Regions from separate parts of the Gossypium hirsutum genome. Here region 1 is linked to region 2. Evidence: chromatin contacts called from public Hi-C data. All regions are on one chromosome and are shown on one strand. The core of a region is the stretch at or near the end of the contact, and the rest is flanking DNA. Distances in the headings are between cores, read along the strand shown.

What was found. A called contact is a pair of places that touch in the nucleus more often than the background predicts.
Region 1: a Hi-C map of leaf shows a contact between it and region 2, with 2.2 times the contacts expected there. The contact joins the promoter of LOC121221099 here to the promoter of LOC121221093 in region 2. A contact is called at or near these places in 2 of 34 Hi-C or Micro-C datasets (leaf and petal).

What each region holds. Positions count from the first base shown.
Region 1 is chrD09:2,814,470-2,819,628 of Gossypium_hirsutum_v2.1, forward strand. It overlaps LOC121221099 (probable ubiquitin conjugation factor E4), which reads right to left and starts at 3,638. Exons shown (of 16, transcript XM_041101576.1): 1 at 2,399-3,638; 2 at 1,118-1,322; 3 at 771-922; 4 at 377-659; 5 at 141-293. The coding sequence starts at 3,285.
Region 2 is chrD09:2,616,542-2,621,988 of Gossypium_hirsutum_v2.1, forward strand. LOC121221093 (chaperone protein ClpB3, chloroplastic) reads left to right here and starts at 3,976. Exons shown (of 10, transcript XM_041101567.1): 1 at 3,976-4,487; 2 at 5,319-5,447. The coding sequence starts at 4,239.

The DNA of each region.
Region 1 (5,159 bases), core at 2,388-4,887, 200 kb after region 2:
TATTTGGAGGATACTTGGAGAGTAATATCCTCATACCATATGCAAATATGCAACGGACATAGGTATCCAATACAGATACTATAAAGAATTGGAGCAACATTTAATGCGGAAATGCTCAAGGAAGAAGAGATAAGATGTACCCTCAAAATTTGAGCCTCGTAACAGAATTTTTCCTGTGAATACAATTCAATTTCCTTCTCAAGCCTCGATATATCAAGCTCCAGTTGTGGAGAAGGTGCCTGTCCTTGCATGGCTTTTAAGGTGGCAAGTGTGTCTTCACTTCTTGAAATGTCCTGGGTGACGGCATATCAAATAAATCAAATCATCAGTAGAAGAAACAAGAATGAAAAAAGCTCGGGAATCAGTAAAGCATTACCTGGACTAGATGCTTAAAGTCCGAAAATGCCTTTAGGAGGCCCAAGTTGAGTACCCTAGCAGTCATAAAGAAGCATTCACAAATGAAAGGATATTTAGCTTTTTCACTACTACTTCGGGTTGGCTTCACATTTGGGGTACTTCCCGAACTAGATGCTTCTTGCAATTGCCGCAAACTATTTTCACCATCATTATTTAGTCCACTCCCGTCAGTTTTCACAGGATTATCTTTATCGATCCATTCAGCCACTTCTTCTGATGTTGCGTGCAGAGCAGTTAACCCCCTAAAAATGGTTCACTATCAATACTTAACAAAAAGAATTCAAAGCATATAACATTTGGAGCAAAACGATCATGATCTCCATTGAAAAAGAAGGGGAGAAAAAGACCATCACCTCAAATCCAAACGGCTACAGTAGAAGACATAGGTTGGATCGATTTTATCTCTTTTTGTTAAATTTGCATCCAAAAATGGCTCTGAAAGTCGGAGCATAACAGCACTGAGATTGACAAACATGCCAGAACTTGCACAAGATATAGGATCCACCTATCATACAGGTCCGCAAAAACGTGTCAAATAGGCTAGAGGGTAGATACATAACCAGATTTACAATTAAGAAACAACTCAAACTTTTACGGAAAATATTCTTAGGTGGAAAAAACAACGAACAAGTTATTGATGCAACAGTTAAGCTCTTGATGCAATCTAACTTAAACAAGGAATGTCATTTAGGAGGGAAACCTGTATATGGGCCCTTGATGCATTTTTATTGATGACTTCTGCAAGATACTCGAGGACACTGTCACGAGTCTCAGTGTTTTTAAGGAGACAAAGAAGAACTTCAGCCAGACCATCATATAAAGTATTCATGAGAGTCTTTATTGTGGTGAATGAAGATAACAAGTCAGCTGCTCGTCTAGTTGATGCATCTGAGAAGCACTGCTGGCTATAATTTTGAGAGAAAATTTATTACTAGACAAAGCTAATAGAAAAAAAAGTCATAAATGTTGATAATTACATTAAAACAATTTCAGGCAAGAAAATCTATACTATCAAACAAACACAATGGCATGGATTTTCTATAACAGTTTAAATTTCCAAAGGACCTGTAAAACACACTGATAAAAAGAAGCTTCCAAACAAATAAAGATCAGCATCAAACATCATTATATGGAACACACTCAAGCACTTCATAGAGTCTCTCTCAAATGCAAAAAGTGAAGATTTTCTTACTAGTTTAAACAATAAAAAAATAAAATTTACACAATGCTAACCACGAGTCGAATAGTAAATTACATGGATGTATAAACAAGTCGAATTAGTACAAACTATTCAACTTTATTCCAGTGAACAAAAAATATGAAACTCAACAAATGCCAAGTATCAATCCAAATTTAGGAAGGCAGCTCCAATGAGAAAACAGTTACTCAATCTCCCCATTCACTCAAAAAACTTGAGAGGAGCAATCAAGACTGCTACAACAATAACAGCCAACAAGCAACATAATTAAGAGTTCACCCTCGACAAAGATTCCAATAGTTGACATCATCAAAACAACAAAAAGCTGCAATTGACTGCCATTGCTAACCAACTATCCCACCAGTAGATCATTATTAAGCAACTGCACCAAGAGGCCAGACAAGGTAATTAAACCATTGGTTTTGAGATGTCATTCAGTTCAAAAAACTGAACATGTCTTCCCTTATACAAGTATCAACCAATGCACTGGCCTCAATGCTTGCTCAAATGAGAAACCCTGATATAAATGCTTCCTAATACTAACTGGCCTAAGATCAGTTACCCTAGTAAAATGTACTTACTAAACATTCATTTGACACCCAAAGAGTTCAATCATTCAACCCAATGTGCAAAGCAAAAGTGCATTCTACAATGCCAGCTATGTTTCCAACAACTTATATAGAACCAGATTAAAAATAATAGTCATGTATATAAACATAATGAGGTAATACTCGTTCTCAATTAACACAACAAGCTAACGCAAAAATCAACATCCAAACTCACCCAACATCAGGCTGGCTCTTGAAAATGGTATGATCAGGCAGAGCACTAACATGGAAAAAGGGGCCCAAAATGCTAGTCATTTCGATGACACGTCCATTCAAGTAAACTCCTTTAGGAATCCACCATGGATGATTAACCAAGCTTTTAGCACCAACAGGGAACTTAACCAAATACAACAAAGCCCTCAAAGGTTGCTGAAAATTTCCCAAAGCTGAAACTTTCAAAACACTCCCTCTTAAATCCTCATACAAACCTTTTAAGATAGGGTCCAAAGTATCAAAATCTGAATCCTTAAAGAAGTCTTCCAAAAACCCAGGTGGACAATCCACCCGACTTCCAAAATCATTCCCTCCAAACCCATCAAGCATTACTCCACTTGAAACTTCAGCAAAAACTAAGGGAAACAAAGGGGAACTGGAAGACAAAGAAGAACCGGCTTTGGGGTTACTATCTTTTAAATTCCCATTAGAAAACAAATCAGGATTTCCCAGATGAATCCTAGCATATGAAACAGCCAACTTCTTAGCCTGTTTAGCAGCAGATTCCATCCCAGAACGCAGCGTCTTGTCTTTCATGTTGGAAATCTTCTTGATTTCTTCATGAGCTCGCTTATAACAACCAATGAGATAATTAAAAGGGGGTTCTGAATTAGGGAATTCACCAGACAGACGATCAATTAAAACCCTTTCCATTAGATCACGTGAAAGTAAAAGACTTTTGCCTTCACTTAAGATCTCAGCTGCGGTCATCTCTAGGTAAACAACCCTTGGATCAGAAGAAGATGATGATGGGTTCTCTGGGTTCTCTTTAAGGGTTACAAGGAAGATCTTCCTTAGGATCATATCTTCTATTTCTTCTGGGGCTCTTTGGGGTTTTTGCGTAGCCATAGTTTCGAAGACAAAAAAGGGGATAAAAACTTGGTTTTTTCCCTCCTTTATTTTCCTGAGAAACAAATAGGGTTCTCTTTATATTCCGGAGAGAGAAGAATAATTAGGCTTTGAAGAAAACTATGGAGGAAAACAGATAAATGAAGATTGAGAAATAGGTTTCATGAAGATTGTAGGAAAAGGCTGATTGAGTTGGTCTTGAACTTGGTTCTGTTTTTCTCCAAGTCTTTGTGGCCGTTGATCGGCTTGTTGATTCACTATGATACTGCCACGTTCAACTTCTTTGTTTCTTTGGAATCTCGTAAACTCTCCTCTTTCTTTCTTTTATCGCAAGTATACTTACAAATATTTTCAGATTTTTTTTACTACCAAAATTAATTTAATATCTACTTGAATTTTAATTTGTATTTTATTATTTGGAAACAAAGCTAAGGATAATATTTATATTATTAAAATATTAATATTTTGTACTATTATTTCAAAAAAAATTATCAAAATATTAATATACTTTTAATAAAATATTAAGAATTACTTAAATTTTAATTTATTATTAAAATTAAAATAAATTAAATTTATATTTGAAAGCAAACTTGCGTAGTGTTTGAAGTAGTGTTTGGGACTAAGGTTAACTACTTTTAAAATTAAGAATGAACAAAGTAGAAAAGTAAATATTCACAAAGTTCAATTTTTCTAAATAAAAAAGGCGTTGTCTAGAAAGATAATCTACTATCTTAAAAATACATACAAATGATTACAACTTCTGACACTCACTAAATTAAACTCCTCACTTTTGTACCTAATATCTAAATAACTCTCTTCTAAGTTTTCCCCATACAAACTTATGGCAAATAACCAAGTAACTCATTTGATTTTGTACTTAACGAACTCACGAGAAATGTTCCTCCATGAACAATAATAAGTGTTCTCATATCAGTATAACTACAAGTCTCCTCAATTTATAAAGAAGTGAGACTTGCTAATATATGATATCAATTACAACCAATCTTCCACTAAAACTAGCAAGATAACAAGCACAAAAAATATCTCCAATGTGCTTGGGATGAATCTTGAATCTCCAATATATGCTTCCAAGTTTTACCCGATTCCAATCCCACCAAACTTGGGAAGTTGATTGTGTTTATCCAATCCAAACCAATCTTTAGGATATGTTGTTATAACCAACTTGGATATCATAAATGTGCTTATAGACATCCAAAGTACCGAAAAGATTCAAAGCCAAATAATTTTTGTTGTCAAAATTTGTCAACTTAAACATGAAAAGTTTCTAAGCTGAGCAATACTATGAACCTGTAAAAACTGCTCAAAAATTACCTCAACAATCTCTAATTTTGGCAATTTTTTGAACAAAACCATAAAATGAAAACATATTCAACAAGAGATATAAATGCTTGCCTAAGTAACTTCCCCTTAATTAATCATACTTAACTACGGACATAATCAAACAAATTAATCATTAATTTCATAAAAGAGGATGATCAAAATACTAGAAATTATATATAAGCGAGCATAATAGAAAAAGGATTCAAAAATATAACAACCAACCTATATAAAATTGAGTTCAAAGTTCCAACACTACGTCTTCAAAAAGAATTGAAAATTGAAAATCATTAAAGAAATAACAGTGCCTACTCCCTCTGTTTGTTCAATAAGTTTGCCAAAGTGTTGTTAGAGTTGCTTGGCTAGCAGATCATTCATCAAGGCTTAGCACCATGTACGTTGGCTTGAAGTTGTGGAATGATGCGTTCGTGAGAGGCAATTTCAACATCCAAATGTTGTAGCATCCTTTGTTCAATGGTTGACAGTTGCCCAAGAGCATCAATTTCAGTGCCAACTGGTATAAGCCGTGCATCCAC
Region 2 (5,447 bases), core at 2,726-5,225:
AAAGGGTAAGGCGCGGGCCTCTAAATCCAAGACGATAAGACGAAGGCAGCCCCTCAACGAGGCCCAGACATTCACCTGGCTCATCATCAGCGGCCATAAGATCACCAGGCCCAACGAGAGCACCGACGCAGCAGTTCAACCGATGATACCCACTCAACCGCCTTTTTAGATGATGCCAGGTGCGTTTCCTAGCCCTTATATGTACCCTAACCCTTATATGTATCCTTTTCCAAGTCCTATGGCAGGTTGGAGCCAAATGCCCAGTTTAGCTCCATTTCCTGTTATGCCGAGCGGACCGCCGATGTATAGGCCAACGGCGCATGAGGGATCGCAAGGGGGCCGTCGGGGAGCTCTCATTTTTACAAATCCCCATTAACGTATGGGTTTCAAACACCGTCGCCGTTCCTGATGCAAACACCTCCACATACACTATTCTTTGAAGGTGGATCATCGTCCCAAGTCCGACAACCAGATACCGAACCGGAAGAACCAGAATCCCCACCGGAGGAACAACAACCGTCGCCGAAAGCTAGAGAAATGAGGAATCTAGCGCGTAACCATCGACGGCCGCCATGTGGCACTGAGTCCCCCGGGCATAGACATTGATTGCCGTATTTAAATTTATTTGTACAAATATTTTGAATATTTTGATATTATTTTATGTAAAAAAATAGAAATTTTTTGAGTTATTTTGATATTATTTAATGTAATAAAATAAAAGTTTATTTGATGTAATAAAATAGAAGTTTATTTGATGTAACAAAATAGAAGTTTATTTGATGTAATAAAAACCCTAACCTAATTTAACCCTAAACCCTAACCTAAATTAATTAAAAATCCTAACCCCTAACCTAAATTAATTACAAACCCTAACCCTAACCCTAACCTAATTTAATTAAAAACCCTACACCATTAACTTAAAAACCCTAACCTTAACCTAATTTAATTAAAAACCCTAACCTAATTTAATTAAAAACCCTAACCCTAACCTAATTTAATTAAAAATCCTAACCTAATTTAATTAAAAATCCTAAACCCTTAACTTAAAAACCCTAACCTTAACCTAATTTAATTAAAAACCCTAAACCCTAAACCTTAAACCCTTAAACCCTAAAGCTCTAACCCTAACCTAATTTAATTAAAAACCCTAACCTTAACCTAATTTAATTAAAAACCCTAATTTAATTTAATTCAAAGCCCTAAACCCTTAACTTAAAAACCCTAACCTTAACCTAATTTAATTAAAAACCCTAACCTAATTTAATTAAAAACCCTAAACCCTTAACTTAGAAACCCTAACCTTAACCAAATTTAATTAAAAACCATAACCTAATTTAATTAAAAATCCTAAACCCTTAACTTAAAAACCCTAACCTTAACCTAATTTAATTAAAAACCCTAACCTAATTTAATTAAAAACCCTAAACTCTTAACTTAAAAACCCTAACATTAACCTAATTTAATTAAAACCCTAAACCCTTAACTTAAAAACCCTAACCTTAACCTAATTTAATTAAAAACCCTAAACTCTTAACTTAAAAACCCTAACCTTAACCTAATTTAACCCTAAACTCTTAACTTAAAAACCCTAACCTTAACCTAATTTAATTAAAAACCCTAACCCTAACCTAATTTAGTTAAAAACTCTAAACCCTTAACTTAAAAACCCTAACCTTAACGTAATGTTAGATTTAGAAAAATGTTTTGACTGGTACTAACAAATAATAATTTTACATAATTTGATAATTTTACTAACCATTAATACAATTTTTTGACTTAATAATTTTACATTCACATAATATTAGATTTGGAAAAATGTTTTGATTGGTACTAACAATTAATAATTTTATATAATTTGACTGGTACGATCACGCAACCGGTGTGGTAGATCTGGAAACTCTAACGCATCATCTGCAGACAGATCGACAATATGCATGTGGGTTGGAGGTGAGTATGCTCTGAATCGTGGATTTTCTTCCTCATCTGAACTCCTGTCAGCATCTTCAGCTTCTGTTGGAATAGGCTCCGGTTCAGAAAATAAGCCAACTTCTGCACCATCCGGTCTGGGCTCTCGAGGTGGATCCACATCGGAGTCATCTTCTAACCCACAATTATCTGTAGTGTACGAGGTCCCCTCACCGGTTGACGTCGTAAGGAGTACATCATCCATTCTTCTGGGCATTTGATAACGTCCCCAATTGGATGTAGATTGCCACCCGCTAGAACTTGATGCCGCTCCTCAGTACGTATTTCCAGCATCAAACATCGAGCCACCGACGTACATGTCCCATCCACCGACAGAGTGTCTTGCAGGGGATATGCATTCGACACCGCTACCGAACATGGGCTGTTCCGTATTTTGTAACCTGTTGACCGAGTGTCGGCTAGGGGTGGTGTATACATCTCGAACACCGGTTGCTGGTACATCAGTTGGCGATGTAAATTGTATATATAACTCAATATAAGATGCTCCACTAGCAAGATGAGCCTGCACCATTGCCTCCAAGCTACGAGCACCTTTTATGTCGAACGAGTCTTATGTCACCGAATCAACAGAAGAACAAAATCGATACGTGATAGGCAGAACTTTTCATTGGCGTCGTTCCAAAAATTGTACGCCTAATCCTTTTACGAAGTTCTGTCAAATCTATGTTCTGGTTAAAAACTAGTCGCACCGTATTCTCTGACAAAAAAACAACACCATTCTCGGTGTGGCAAACCTCACCATCGTAGTAAATAACAGCACTAATACGTTCACTCATATTTGAAACTCTAACCTTCTTAGTCTCTCTAAATTGTTTCTGCTGTGACTTTATGCATTCTGAGAACATTTTCTGCCTAGCTTATAGCCTTAGCCCAATCATGCTACTGTAGCAAAAGTGCGTCTACGAGGGCACGATTTCACAAATTCTTCTCAAATAGCATCCTGCTAGAAGCGATTTTATATTATTTGCTCAGAAACATCAAAAAAATTATTTCTTACATGACCTACTGTAGCAAAAGCGCACTGACGAGGCCGCGATTTCAAAAATTCTTCTCAAATAGCATCCTGCTAGAAGCGATTTTATACTATTTGCTCAGAAACGTCAAAAAATAATTATTTCTTCCGTGATCTACTGTAGCAAAAGCGCGTCCATGAGGGCGCGATTTCACAAATTCTTCTCAAATAGCATCCTGCTAGAAGCGATTTTATACTATTTTATCAGAAAAATCAACTCAAAATTATTTCTTCCAGGACCTAAAAACCCTAAAAAGCCTGAACCCTAAACCCTAAAAGCCAAAAAAACTAATATGGGAAAAACCGCGAAATCGCGTCCACGTCAGCGCGATGTCAGGGTACGCGCCAGGAAATCACGTCAAGGGCGCGATTTGCTGCCACGTCAGCAACTCGCGCTGACGTGGACGCGATTTCCTGGCGCGTACCTTGACATCGCGCTGACGTGGACACGATTTCGCGGAAAAAAGACCATTCTAGTAAATAATTAAATAATGGGCCCATTTCGGTAATTTTTGAAAAAAAGGACTTTTATTGTTAAATTGCCCATTGATTTTGTTTTATAAAGAATTTCATATAAAGTTTTTATTAAGTTTATTTATAAAGATAGTTGAATAAATGTAATAATATTTAAGGTATATTTTAATTTTAAATTAAGAAAAATAAAATAATTATTTATGTGCATTATATAATAGGTTAAAATATGTATATAATTTTTGTATTTTTTGAAAATTAAAAATTTAGTTTCTTATTTTTTTTTAGATTTTAAAATTTAAGTTTAACAGTATCTTTTTTTACATAGCAAGTAAGTAGTTTTTTTTAAATGTCACAGTAACAAATTTAATAACTAGATTTGAATTTTGAAATCTGAATAGTAAAGAAATTAAATCCGTAAAAATTATCCATAATATTTTAAAAAATAATTATTATTATATTTCCATCATATCCACAAAATAAGAGCCACGTGTAAGAACATAGATGATTACCGATATTCTCTCCACTTAAACCTTATATATGTCCGACCAGAACTTTCATTCCTTAAAACGACATCCCCAAACTACAGAAAACGCAGAGGAAAACCAAACAAAACCGAGGGATTTCGAGAAAAGCCGAGAGACAGCAACTAGAACTCTACAAGTTCATTTTTTCCCCCTTACTCCACGCAAAGCCAATCGATTATTTTTGTTAAATTCATTTGAACTTATTTCATCTTTTTGAAATCTGAACTTAAATCAGTCCAACAATGGCGGCTTCTTCTTCTACTACTTCAATGGCGTCTGTTAATGGTTTCAGTTTTTGTGCTACACGTTCTGTTTCTAATATAAACAATCTCCTTTTAACTCACCCACGCCTTTCTTTGAGCTTTCCTTCAAAACCCAATTCATTGAAATCCTTTAAACCACTTCAGTTAAGGAAAAATGGGGTTTTTGAGAGGTTTTCAAGGACTTCTTCAAGGCCTTTCGTTGTTCGTTGTGAAGCTTCAACTGGGAAGGTTAGCTTGTTAGTAGCCGATAGTTTTTTATTTTATTTTATTTCCATATGCATCGTCTCGATATATTTCTTTTTAAGTAGAGAAACATGATTTGTTTTAATAATTCTAGTTTAATTAGTGTTAAAGAGACCGAATCTGTATTGATTTCGAGTTGCTTCTTCAGTGATTTTCATTGGTTCAGTGCGAATGTTGTATGTAGAGATGCTAGTACTCGTGTGTAATTGTTGGATACGAGTATGTTTGTTGAGGGGTCTGCCCTCTTTCGGGAGAAGTATTGTCGTCCATCGAGCACCGGATCAGATCCTCAAACACTGGAGAAATTGTGCCCAGAATGTCTGTGCTCGGTTTTAACCCCAGGTTTTGTCTCCTTATTCCGAGGAGAGCCATACGGATTCATGGAGTGCGTCTAGTACACCAAAGAAATGTTTAACATTTGGCCTTGGTGGGGTTCGAAACCCACCAAGACTAAAGGTTAAACATTTCCTTCGTGGATTAATGCTCCTGCCAAACGACTTGAATCCTTTTGTGCTTTTCTCGGAGTAAAGAGACAAATCCGGAGCTAAAACCAAGTATAGACACCCGGGCATAATACCTTCATTATTTGAGGGTTCACAGACAGCACTTCAAAGACTTCTACAGAAAGAGAGCCGATCCCCCTAAAGAATGTTCAATAGTTTTCTTATATTTTCATGTGTTTTGAGATTTCTTGATTATATCCTCGTATCCATATTTGAATATGGCTTAGTCAACTTAGTGTGAAGTAGCTTGCTTTATTATGTAATTGTCTTTGTGAATTCTTTTTGCTGAGTTGGGGTTGGGATGTTATGACAGATTACACAACAGGACTTCACTGAAATGGCCTGGCAAGCCATTGTTTCTTCACCAGATGTGGCTAAAGAGAATAAGCATCAAATAGTGGAGACTGAACACTTGATGAAAGCTCTATTGGAGCAGAAGAAT